Linked DNA regions of Mus musculus: regions 1 and 2 are each linked to region 3. Evidence: chromatin contacts called from public HiChIP or PLAC-seq data. All regions are on one chromosome and are shown on one strand. The core of a region is the stretch at or near the end of the contact, and the rest is flanking DNA. Distances in the headings are between cores, read along the strand shown.

What was found. HiChIP or PLAC-seq counts read pairs in DNA pulled down with a chosen protein or histone mark.
Region 1: a contact with region 3 is called in an H3K27ac HiChIP or PLAC-seq map of embryonic stem cells, with 4 times the contacts expected there. The contact joins two enhancer-like sites. A contact is called at or near these places in 1 of 39 promoter capture datasets (the 3T3-L1 cell line), 11 of 484 Hi-C or Micro-C datasets (the AML12 cell line, the N1E-115 cell line, cerebellar granule neurons and 7 more), 3 of 115 datasets of contacts at active chromatin or transcription factors (embryonic stem cells and kidney) and 1 of 9 other capture datasets (embryonic stem cells).
Region 2: a contact with region 3 is called in an H3K27ac HiChIP or PLAC-seq map of embryonic stem cells, with 2.2 times the contacts expected there. The contact joins two enhancer-like sites. A contact is called at or near these places in 1 of 484 Hi-C or Micro-C datasets (cardiomyocytes) and 2 of 115 datasets of contacts at active chromatin or transcription factors (both in embryonic stem cells).

Annotation. Positions count from the first base shown.
Region 1 is chr14:34,451,464-34,455,202 of GRCm38.p6, reverse strand. The region is part of intron 2 of Bmpr1a (bone morphogenetic protein receptor, type 1A); the gene reads left to right. Among named protein-coding and RNA genes, the nearest start is that of Bmpr1a, 49 kb to the left of the region's middle. Within about 2 kb of position 1,287, at least 52 of the 459 cell types and tissues checked have an H3K27ac peak or open chromatin away from gene starts, as enhancers often do. A contact at or near this core is called in cortical neurons and embryonic stem cells, where this site is marked.
Region 2 is chr14:34,256,679-34,260,269 of GRCm38.p6, reverse strand. Shld2 (shieldin complex subunit 2) reads left to right here. Exons shown (of 10, transcript NM_001360074.1): 4 at 538-645. Among named protein-coding and RNA genes, the nearest start is that of Syt15, 38 kb to the right of the region's middle. Within about 2 kb of position 1,574, at least 7 of the 459 cell types and tissues checked have an H3K27ac peak or open chromatin away from gene starts, as enhancers often do. A contact at or near this core is called in embryonic stem cells, where this site is marked.
Region 3 is chr14:34,768,525-34,772,097 of GRCm38.p6, reverse strand. A930038B10Rik (a long non-coding RNA gene) reads right to left here. Exons shown (of 5, transcript XR_001781218.2): 4 at 3,388-3,573; 5 at 1,997-2,810. Among named protein-coding and RNA genes, the nearest start is that of Gm30969, 4.2 kb to the left of the region's middle. Within about 2 kb of position 2,262, at least 206 of the 459 cell types and tissues checked have an H3K27ac peak or open chromatin away from gene starts, as enhancers often do. A contact at or near this core is called in cortical neurons and embryonic stem cells, where this site is marked.

The DNA of each region.
Region 1 (3,739 bases), core at 38-2,537, 320 kb after region 3:
AGGGTAGGATCACTGAGTAAGACAAGTGTTTTGTTGTTGTTGTTTTGTTTTTCAATTAGCTCAGGGACCAAGTAGCAATACATCTTTTCTTATATCCTGGGGAAAGGATGCAGGTGGCAGTCCTATACATGTGCCAGGCTTAGAGCAAAGGCTTTTGTGTCTTGTTTAAGGAAGAGCCGTGGGTAGTGCAGCTGGAGTAGAAGAGGAACTGGAGACTGGTGGACATCTCTAGACTTAAGCTTTTACTCTGGGAGAACCAGGCTATCACTGGAGGTCTTTAAACAGAGGTGTGGTTTACCCCAACATAATTAGGATTGCTCTGCCTGTGTGGTGAATATGTGGTGTATAAAAGTATTTGTAGACCATTTATAAGACTGTTCCAATCATCCAAGTAAAGGTTGCTAGTGTCTTAAATTAGAGAACAATGGAATTAGTGCGAAGTGTGTAGGCTCAGGATACAAACTGAAGGTAGAAACAATTGATTTGATGGCAGGAGAATGAGGGGATGTCTTTGGGTTTCTATTGCTGTGAAGAGACACCGTGACCACAGCAACTCTTACAAAAGAAAACACTTAATTGGGGCTAGCAAGACTGGGTTTTTCTCTATGTAGCCCTGGCTGTCCTGGAACTTACTCTGTAGACCAGGCTGGCCTCAAGCTCACTGAGATATGTGTGCCTCAGCCTCCACCTCCTGAGAGCTGGGATCAAAGGTGTACGTAATTACTGCCCAGGCTGACCTGGAACTCATGATGCTCTTGCCTCTGCCTCATTCAGCAAATCTTACTGTCATATGCCACCACAACGGGCAGTTTACTGCCTCCTCACCAAAAAGTTCTAAGTAATTGAGGCTTCAAACAAGATTGCTTGCACAGTCAGTATTTCTGAGGATCTGGTTTGTCTTCTGGTCTTATCTCAGAGTAGCTGCCAGCAGCTTCAGAGACTGTTAGCTCCTGTTCATATTCAAACTGAAGGATTTTCTTTTCCTTAGATGCTAAACCAGGTTTGTGTTGTTACAGATACACTCACAGCTCTTGAAGCAAAATATTTTCTCCAGATTTGGATGAGATCGGCTTTTTACTGTTAGAAAAATAATCATGACTAGAATAACCCTGACCAACGCTGCTGCAGTTGTACATGTGCACATTGGGGTTAGGGCTGCTGGGAAAGAAGTTAAAATTCGGGAAGGAAAATGGATGAGTTGCTTGTTAAAGGAAAAGACGATATTCTTATGCTAATCCAGGCTCTGGATAAGGAGCAGAGCTGCCATGCAAACAATGGCTGTGGAGCCAGAAAGTCTGCAGCCAGAATAGTATTTCTCAGAAAGCTTGTCAGGCCGGGCGCCTGGAGCTGCTTAGGGGGGCTTTCCTTGGAAGGGGGGCTTTCTTTGCCGATTTATGGAACTTGCAGCTGGCCAGCTTGCTGGAAATTCCCACACCTTTCTAGTATTAAGTAAAAATGAAGGGTATGGGGGAAGCTTGACAGGAAAAGGAAAGAATGACTGCAGACTTGTTTTTTCAGCTGACTTCAGACTTTCCCTATTTCGTTAAGGGTTTTCTTTTCTATTTGTTCTTTAGTTATGATTGAACTGTTAGTTCAACCTTCTTGTTTGTGAACTTTTATATTTTTTTAATTTAAGATATTCTTGGGGTTGGAGAGTTGTCTCCACAGTTAGGAGTACATACTACTCTTTCAGAGGACTTAGGTTCAGTTTCTAGCACCTATATAGTCTACTCCCAGGGCACCAGACACACAGGCATGCATCCAGACAGACAGTCATGTATATGAGTAAATCTTTCTTTAGTGGGTGGTGGTGGTGGCACACACCTTTATCCCAGCTCTTGGGAGGAAGAGGCAAGCAGATCTCAGTGAATTTGAGGACAGTGTGGTCTACAGAGTGAGTTCCATGACTACCAGGGCTATACATAAAAACCCTGTCTTGAAAACAAATAAACAAATAAAAATAAATAAAAAGTAATAGATAAATCTTTCTTTTAAAAATACTTTATATATTCTTGTAATTTCATGTTATTTTCTTGAAGAAACTGTATCAGTATGGGTATATGCAATTGTTAGTTACCAATTTGATAGCTTTTAAATTCCTGCATCATTTTACTGTTTTGATTAAGTGGTGTTTTAAATATCTGCCTGCGTGCATGCATGTGTCTGCCACTGATTCCTCTGTCACTTTTTTTTTTTTTTTTTTTGAGATCTGATCGATCTAGTTAGGGTATCCATCATGTCCTCACAAGACTCCTGTCTCTACCTCCCCAGCCTGGGTTTTTGTTTTGTTTTGTTTTGTTTTGTTTTTAATTTTTTATTAGGTATTTTCCTCATTTACATTTCCAATGCTATCCCAAAAGTCCCCCATACTCACCCCCCCCCAGCCCCCCTTTTTGGCCCTGGCATTCCCCTGTACTGAAGCATATAAAGTTTGCATGACCAATGGGCCTCTCTTTCCACTGATGGCCGACTAGGCCATCTTCTGATACATATGCAGCTAGAGACTCGAGCTCCAGGGTACTGGTGAGTTCATATTGTTGTTCCACCTATAGGGCTGCAGATCCCTTTAGCTCCTTGGGTACTTTCTCTAGCTCCTCCATTGGGGGCCCTGTGATCCATCCAATAGCTGACTGTGAGCATCCACTTCTGTGTTTGCTAGGCCCCCGGCATAGTCTCACAAGAGACAGCTATATCTGGGTCCTTTCGATAAAATCTTGCTAGTGTATGCAATGGTGTCAGCGTTTGGAAGCTGATTATGGGATGGATCCCTGGATATGGCAGTCACTAGATGGTCCATCCTTTCGTCACAGCTCCAAATTTTGTCTCTGTAACTCCTTCCACAGCACTGGGTTTTATAGACATGCATAGCTGCACATGGTTTTTATGGGCCTACTGGGAATCAACCTCAGGTTCTCATACTTACACCTTACAGGCTGAACCATCTCCTTATGTGAGTGACATTTGCAAATGTAGTTGTTGTTTTTAAACTTTAAAAATATTTTATTTATGTATGTATTTCTTTGAATGTTGGTCCTCTGTCTGCATGTACATCTACAATACAGAAGAGGGAGTCAGATCCCTTTACAGATGGTTGTGAGTTACCATGTGGTTGCTGGGAATTGAGCTGAGTACTGGAAAGGCAGCCAGATGGCTAACTGCTGAGGCATCTCACCAGCCCAAGTAGATAGTCTTAATTTATGGTGAAATTTCTAATGAATGTCAGTGAAATAACTTAGCTGTTAAAGGCCTGGCTTCTCAAACCTGACAAATCAAGTTCCATCCTCAGACTCAGTGATCAGACAGTATTGATTTCCCCAAAGTAGTCTTAACTCCCTAACTCAAGTGCCACATGATAATAAATAAAATCTGTTTTTAAAGATTCGGGTGAAATTTCTAGGAATTTAAAAAGCATGTATTTTATTTTTAAAGGTTAGGATAAAATACCAGTCTTGGTATAGTTATAAAATAAGGTTACAAAGGGTATGTGGTATAAGCCTTTAAAATCCCAGTACTCAGGAGGCAGAAAGCAAATAGGATCTTTATAAGTGTGAGGCCAGCCTGGTCTACAAAATGAGTTCCAGGACAGCAAGGGTTATACCGAGAAACCGTGTCTTTAAAATAAAATAAAATAAAATAAAATATAACCAGGTAATTTGCTGTTGTATTATGATTGTACATATAGTTAATCATGAGACAAAGAAGTCTGCAACATTATTTTTGCTACTAATGATTATAGCAA
Region 2 (3,591 bases), core at 325-2,824, 510 kb after region 3:
GTAGTGGGGTTTGGGGTGGGAAAGGCAAGCTTAGCTGAAAGCAATGTGAATGTGGCTTCCTCCTCTTGCCCTAGACTAGGTGAAGCCTGGCTTGCTCATGCCTCAGAAGGCTAAGGTCTAGGGTCAGAAATTAAACTTGCGGGCTGGTGAGATGGCTCAGCGGGTAAGAGCACCCGACTGCTCTTTCGAAGGTCCAGAGTTCAAATCCCAGCAACCACATGGTGGCTCACAACCATCCCTAACGAGATCTGACTCCCTCTTCTGGAGTGTCTGAAGACAGCTACAGTGTACTTACATATAATAAATAAATAAAAAAAAAAGTAAAAAAAAAAAAAAAAAAGAAATTAAACTTGCTGTTTTATCGTTTTGAGCCTTTGGGTGGGTCTTTCAGCCTAACAACTTTAGTTGCCTGGTATGTGAGATGTGTGCATCATGTCTTGCTATGATTGGTTACTATTGCTACTATGTGTTTAACAAGTTAACCACAGTCTAAAGGAGTTTATGGTGTGACCAGATTTCATTTTGTTTTGTTTTTAGACGTTGTTCTTTATGAGGATCAGTGGATTGGTGAGACAGTACTCCAATCAACATTTACAAGTCAGTTACTAAATCTTGGAAGTTATTCATATGTCCAGCCTGAAAAATGTAAGACATATTTTGAATATGCTGAACTTAGGATGTTTTAATTTTTGACTTTTTGGCCTTAGGATAGTACAAAACCAGTATGAACATACTTTGGATTTTGATCTTTTCTGCATTTGTGATGCTCCCAGTGGCAGCGATCCATGGCTTGCAGTCAGCATCTGGTTATAAGGTGAATCACTGAGATGTCACACTGTGCTGTGTTGCTAAGTGGGGACAGATGGTAGGTTAGGTATATTTAACACATTTTTGTTGTATCTTTAGTTTTTTGTGGGGTTACTGTAATGTTACCTCATTGTAAATCCACTGTAAGTCTGCAGACAAATATGTTAGGAAAGATTTGAGTACAAAAAGTTTTTTTCTAAACAGCTATTTTCATTTGTAAGCTGAAACTGGAACTCATTTGTTTTATTTTATATTTTGCAATATTAGTATTGAAACCAGGGCCCCACCCAGTGCTATTTTTCAAAAATATTGAAAATAGAACTTAAAAGGATGGCTGTGGTAGGGCTACACAGGGGCTCCTAGCCCCCAGGTGGCAGCAGCAGTGTGCCTAGAAGAGAAAAGAGGGAGAAAAAAAAATGAACTTGTATATTATAAATCACATAAAGTATTGTTGCAGTAAATCTACTCCCAAATATGCCCCAGCATGAAAACAGGACACAGTTAATATGATTACATGCTGTGCGCCTACCACTACACTGCCATCTTGCACATCTTATGAGACCCCTAAGAACTTGCCGTTTCTCCAGGCTTCTGCTCCGCTTTTCTTCAGCTTCCTCCTCCTCTGTGTCATCTCCCTCTTCCATTTTCTCCTTCCTTTTCCTCCCTTCTGCTCCACCTTCCCTTTTATCTGCCCAGTCATCAGCTCTCCTTTATTTTACAAATTAAGGTGGGAAGCAGGTTTACAGGAAATCACCTGAGTGCTGACTCATTCCTTGTTCTCAGTCCCTCACTGGAGAACGGAATTAACACCAAATATAATTAGCCCCACAACACACTGGCTGAAGGACATTTGAGTTATTTCTCTTTTGAGGTTTTTAAGAGTATAGATTTAAAAAAATTTTTATTAGATATTTTCTTCATTTACATTTGAAATGCTATCCTGAAAGTCCCCTCTACATTCCCCCCACCCTGCTCCCCAACCCACCCACTCCCTCTTTCTGGCCCTGGCATTCCCCTGTACTGGGGCAAGAGTATAGATTTTTGTGTGAACATAAATGTTCAGATCTTTGGCACAGATTTCTAGGGTGCATTCCAAATACATAAATTGTTTTATAAGAAATTACCAGCCGGGGCATGGTGGTGCACACCTTTAATCCCAGCACTCTGGAGGCAGAGGCAGATGGACCTCTGATTTGGATGCCATCCTGGTCTACAGAGCAAGTTTCAGGATAGCCAGGCTACACAGAGCAACCATATCTCAGTACAAACAAACAAACCAACAAACCAACCACACACACACACACCACCACCACCACCACCACCACCACCACCACCACCACCACCACCACCACCAAAAAGAAATGACTAAGCTGTTTTCCATCTGGCTATACTATTTTAAAGACTTTGCATAGGCTGGAGTGTAGCAGCTGATAGAGGACCTGCCTACTCTATGCAAGGCTTTGTGTTTGATCTTTAGCACCTCAAAATACACAAATAAGTAACTGAATAAATAAATAAACCATGTGGAGTATCACATGCTTGAAATCATAGCTACTTGGGAAGCTGATATAGAATATTATAGAGGCCAGCTTAGGCAATGACACTTAACAAAAATTGGAGACGCTGGGTTGGTCCCTAACACTTCAAAGTAAGTAAAAGAAATAGACCTTCTTAGTAGGAATACATTACAGCTTTAATGGCATATTTTAGAATACCTGTAAGAAAAATTGTGTGAGGTGTCTGTTCCACAGTAGAGTGGCTGTAATAAAGCTAGAGTTAAGTATTTGAAATGTTTTCACCATAAAGAAACAAAAATTTATATGGAGAGAGATGTATCTAACTTGTTTTAAAGGTTTTATGATATATTTATTTTTTGAAGCATTACATGGCATCACATTAATTTCTATAATTTTTATGTTTATCAAAAATAGATTTTAGTAAATGAATACAATCAAGCTGTGCTGTGGCAGTACACTGGCTTATAGCATGTGCATCACCATGGATTTGATGCTCGACACCACAGAAATAAGTAATATAGGACTCATACCAACAATACCTTTCACTCACTTTTACTGTCATCCTAGTTTTAAAAAGCTCAGTCCATTCTAAGAGATGTTCTGAGTAATAAATTCTAAGAAACTCCCTGAGAAGTCATTTCCCTAATGGCACAAGACAATTCTAATATACAAAATGTAATTAAAGAGACAGAAGTTCTAATTGGTGTCCTTAGTAGCTTAGGTCTGTATGTAAACAAGGTCACGTAGAGCATGCTGTATCTTCAGACACATTAATTCTTCCCTGCTTACTCTTACCAAGCATCCTTGGTTCTTTCCTCTGGCTTATTGGTGCATGGCTCTTTTTCTTCACTCCAAACAATTCCCTCAAGTATCTTTTGTAGAGCTGCCTCAGTGCTCATTAATTCCTTTTAGCCTGCCTTTATTATGGGAAGTTTTTCTTCCTTCTTCCATTACAACATATATCTGTGCAAATAGAAATGCATCATTTTCTTTTAAAGTTTTTTTTTTTTGAAGTTTTTGTTGAGAAATCTGCAATTATTTCAATGGGCTCATCTTTATATGTGACTTGGTACTTTTTTCTTGCTGCTTTCAATATATTTATGTTGTTCCATATATCAGTAATTTAATTATAATATGATGAGGGAAGTTCTTTGCTGATCTTGTCTGTTTAATGTTCTAAATGCCTCTTGTGTTTGGACTGACATCTTTTCCTGTAATTGAGCGATTTTTTTCTACTATTTTGTTGAAAATATTTTCTATGCCTTTA
Region 3 (3,573 bases), core at 1,013-3,512:
GAGGGGCTAGGTGGCGAGAGAAAAGAATGTAGCCAAGACAGTTACTCTGATCAAGGCTCAAATTTTATTGTTGCGACACTAGTTATGAAGGAAAGGGGAGGGGACCCGATTCCCGCCGAATAATCTCTGGTCCAGTAGAAAGGTGCACGTGTGTGGCTCCGCGGGTTCCAGCAGTGGGCGTGGCAGAACGAATGAGCAGGAAGCTCCACCCCTGAGCAAGCAGGTTTCAGGCTGGGGGAGGGGAGACTACAATTCCCCTTTCATTGGTGCTGGGGCCTATGTTTTGTGACCTAAAGTCAGAATGATGCCTCTAACCCAGCGTCAGTTGTGCTACAGTCTCAGGCCTGTTACATTCCCCACTGGCTTAATAAGCATGAGTCATAAGCTCATCTTGGGGCAGGGGGTTTATCATCTCCTCAGCACTAATAATTTAACAAAATTTATTTTTGTTTTACATAGTTAAGTAGGCAATTGAGCAAGCAGCACCCTGTAGTGAGACCAGGAACAAAAAAATTAATAAATAGCCCAGTAATGTCTATAAGTAGAGTAGAGTAGCCAAGGGGACCAGAACAAGATTGGCACCAGTTATCAGACATTTACACCACCACCCCTCCCCTTTTAAGCTTATTTTTGGCTAATTATTTTTTAATGATCCGTGACTGGTTGTCATAGAAACAATGAAGTTTCTCCTAATGTCATTGTTTCATGAAGAAGAGGTCCAAACTGCTTCTATTCTGAAGAACAACCTCTAGTAAGGAGTCTACCTACGCTTCCAGGTGGAAGTAGTTATTTTTTAAAAGATTTATTTATTTATTTATTTATTTATTTATTTAATGCAGATCACAGCTTTACCGCCTTCCTCATTTAGTCAAAAGCAGACTCTGTGTGTTGTTGGTTTTAGGAGATTTTGAGGCTAGAGAGGAGTAATCTTATCCCTCCATATAAGCCAGGAAGATGCCACAGCTTTGTGAGAGTCTGCACTGTCCCTTGCATGGAGCATTGTCAGTGGGACTCTGTCCACTCTAGTGACAGCAGTACATGAGTTTTGCATCTGTGAGCTGCTTCAGGAAGCCCGTCTTAGCAAAATGTATACTCATCTCAGCTGTTTTATAACTTAAATTTTGATCCCAAAGTCTCCCCTCCCTCCAGAGCCTAAACAGTGAAAGTTCTCTGATTCTTTTTTTTTCTTTCTTTTTAAGCTTTCTAATCAGCCGGGCAGTGGTGGCACATGCCTTTAATCCCTGCAGAAGTCAGAAAAGGAATCCCTTGGAACTGGAGTTATGCATGGTTATGAGCCACCATGTCAGTGCTGGAGACTAAATCCAGGTCCTCTACAAGAGCAGCGGGCGCTCTTAACCACAAGCCATCTGTGATGGTTTGTATAGGCTTGGATCAGGAAATGGCACTATTAGGAGGTGTGGCCTTGTTGAAGTAGGTGTGTCCTGTATAATGCCCGCCCGGATTCTGCCATGCTCCCGCCTTGTTGATAATGGACTGAACCTCTGAACCTGTAAGCCAGCCCCAGTTAAATGTTGTTTTTATTTGGTCATAGTGTCTGTTCACAGCAGTAAAACCCTAACCAAGACACCATCTCTCCATCCCAGGACTCGATGTCTTTGAAGGACAACAGGGTAGCAACTGACTTTCTTGAAGATGGATACGTGCCCAGAAACAGGCATGTGCCCTGCCTTTGCTCTGGGGGAAAAGTATTGCTGTCTGAAGTTTACTGGCAGACAGGAAGGCAATCACATCGTTAGCCATCCTACCTCCAACAAACACCAACAAATAAGTCAATATAAACACTAACCTCAACGAACATCTCTACCATAGTCAGGGTGAGTGGTGGCTAGGCAGCCACACCCTGGACAAGGATGGAACCTTTAAGAAGCAGAAAGGTGTGAGGTGTGGGGTGGTTTGTTATTCGGTACGTTTTATACATGTGGTTTTCGGTATATTGGAGATTTAAATTTATTTTAAAATTAAAAAAAAAAAATACAGGACGAGGGGGATGTGTGCGCGTGCGCACCACAGCGCATGTGAAGATCAGAGCATAACTTCCGTGTTGCTTCTCTCCTTCCACAGAAAACTCAGGTGGTCAGGCTTGGTGGCAAGCGCCTACACCCGGCGAGCCGTCTCGCAGACACTTACACTGGGGACATTGACTTCAAGCTAAGCATTTCCAACTCCTAGAACCAAAGCAGGCTGAAGCGAGATGACCCAGGGGCCAGTCACCCAGGAGAAGGCTGCCTCCGGCTTCTGGCTGGCCGACTGCGCATGTCCTCCCAGCACAGTGCCCGCTACAGTCGAGAAAGCCTCGGCCAAGCCCGCACCCGACAGGCTCGGGGCTACAAGGCTTGTGGGGTTTAACCTGGGTCGACCTCCAGGAAAATCAAGATCAGAGCGGAGACGTGCTGAGAGGTAGGGACAGTCTGGAGTCTTAGGAGGTGGGACTTGGGCGGATGCACTCCTCTGGGCGCTCACGGTGCGTGGTGGATACTCTGACCCGCTCCTCTTGGCTGACCACGCACGAGGGCAGTCATCCTGGGGAAACTGAGGCCGCCAAAGTCATAGGGCTCATCCGAACATCCTGCCCCAACCCGGCGCGGCATCCAAGCACCTGCTCCATCTGGGGACACCCGGAGGTCTAGGCCGCCACACATAGCCCAGGGGGAGCGGTGATAAAGATGCGGAACTCGTCGCGCGAACGCAGAGGGGAGGGAGGAGGCGTTGAGAGTCTTGCGCCATGTGAGCTGGATCCGCGTGGGTCCCGTCAACCCAGCCGCTGTTGACGACGCCCAGGACCCGGAGTCCTGTGGACACAGCATTCGGGTGACCTCGGAGCCTCAAGAGATCTGCAGCTCGCCTGCTCCAACGCCCCTTCCCCAATATCCCTTCCTTAGAACCTCGGTCCCCTCCTGCATCCTTCTGTTCTATGATACCTTCCAGAGCCTCAAGAGGGCGCTGTGGGCGCGCTGCTGGAGGCCGCGCCTCCTGCCTCCAACTTAAGGTCCGAGCTGGAACTAGCTTTTGACACGAGCTCTTGAATACGTGTGTGGGACAGGCAAGGTGACATAACCCTGAAGCCTCAATCGCAGGAGAGAAATAAAGGCTTTTTTCCTTGTTTACTCTTTCTTACCTTGAATATCGTGATCATATCTTCACAATGAAAATAATATTTTGAATGAAAAAGTATTCCAAAATAAGCAGACATAAATCATATGGTAGGAGTAGCATGAAACAAGAAACATTTTGTAAGAGCAGAAGTGTTGGGGTACACAACCCTAACACTCAGGAGGCTAAGTTCGGTACCCTGTCACAAAATCAAACCAAAAGTTGATCAAACTTCCTTTCTGTGATCATAAGGCAAAAGACACTAAGGAAGTGTACCAGAGATGGCAGTCGAAGGTACCCATCACTATCATGGGACACAGTCTCGTCAATACGACAGGGTCAATGCGCTGGTGCACTCTCAGAAGCTGGAAAGAACCCCGGTGAATAAAAACTTGCACCAGATTGGGTCTGGTCACTGCCCATCACAGGTCGGTGGGCGGGGCTCATGAAGCCTTCGGCCTC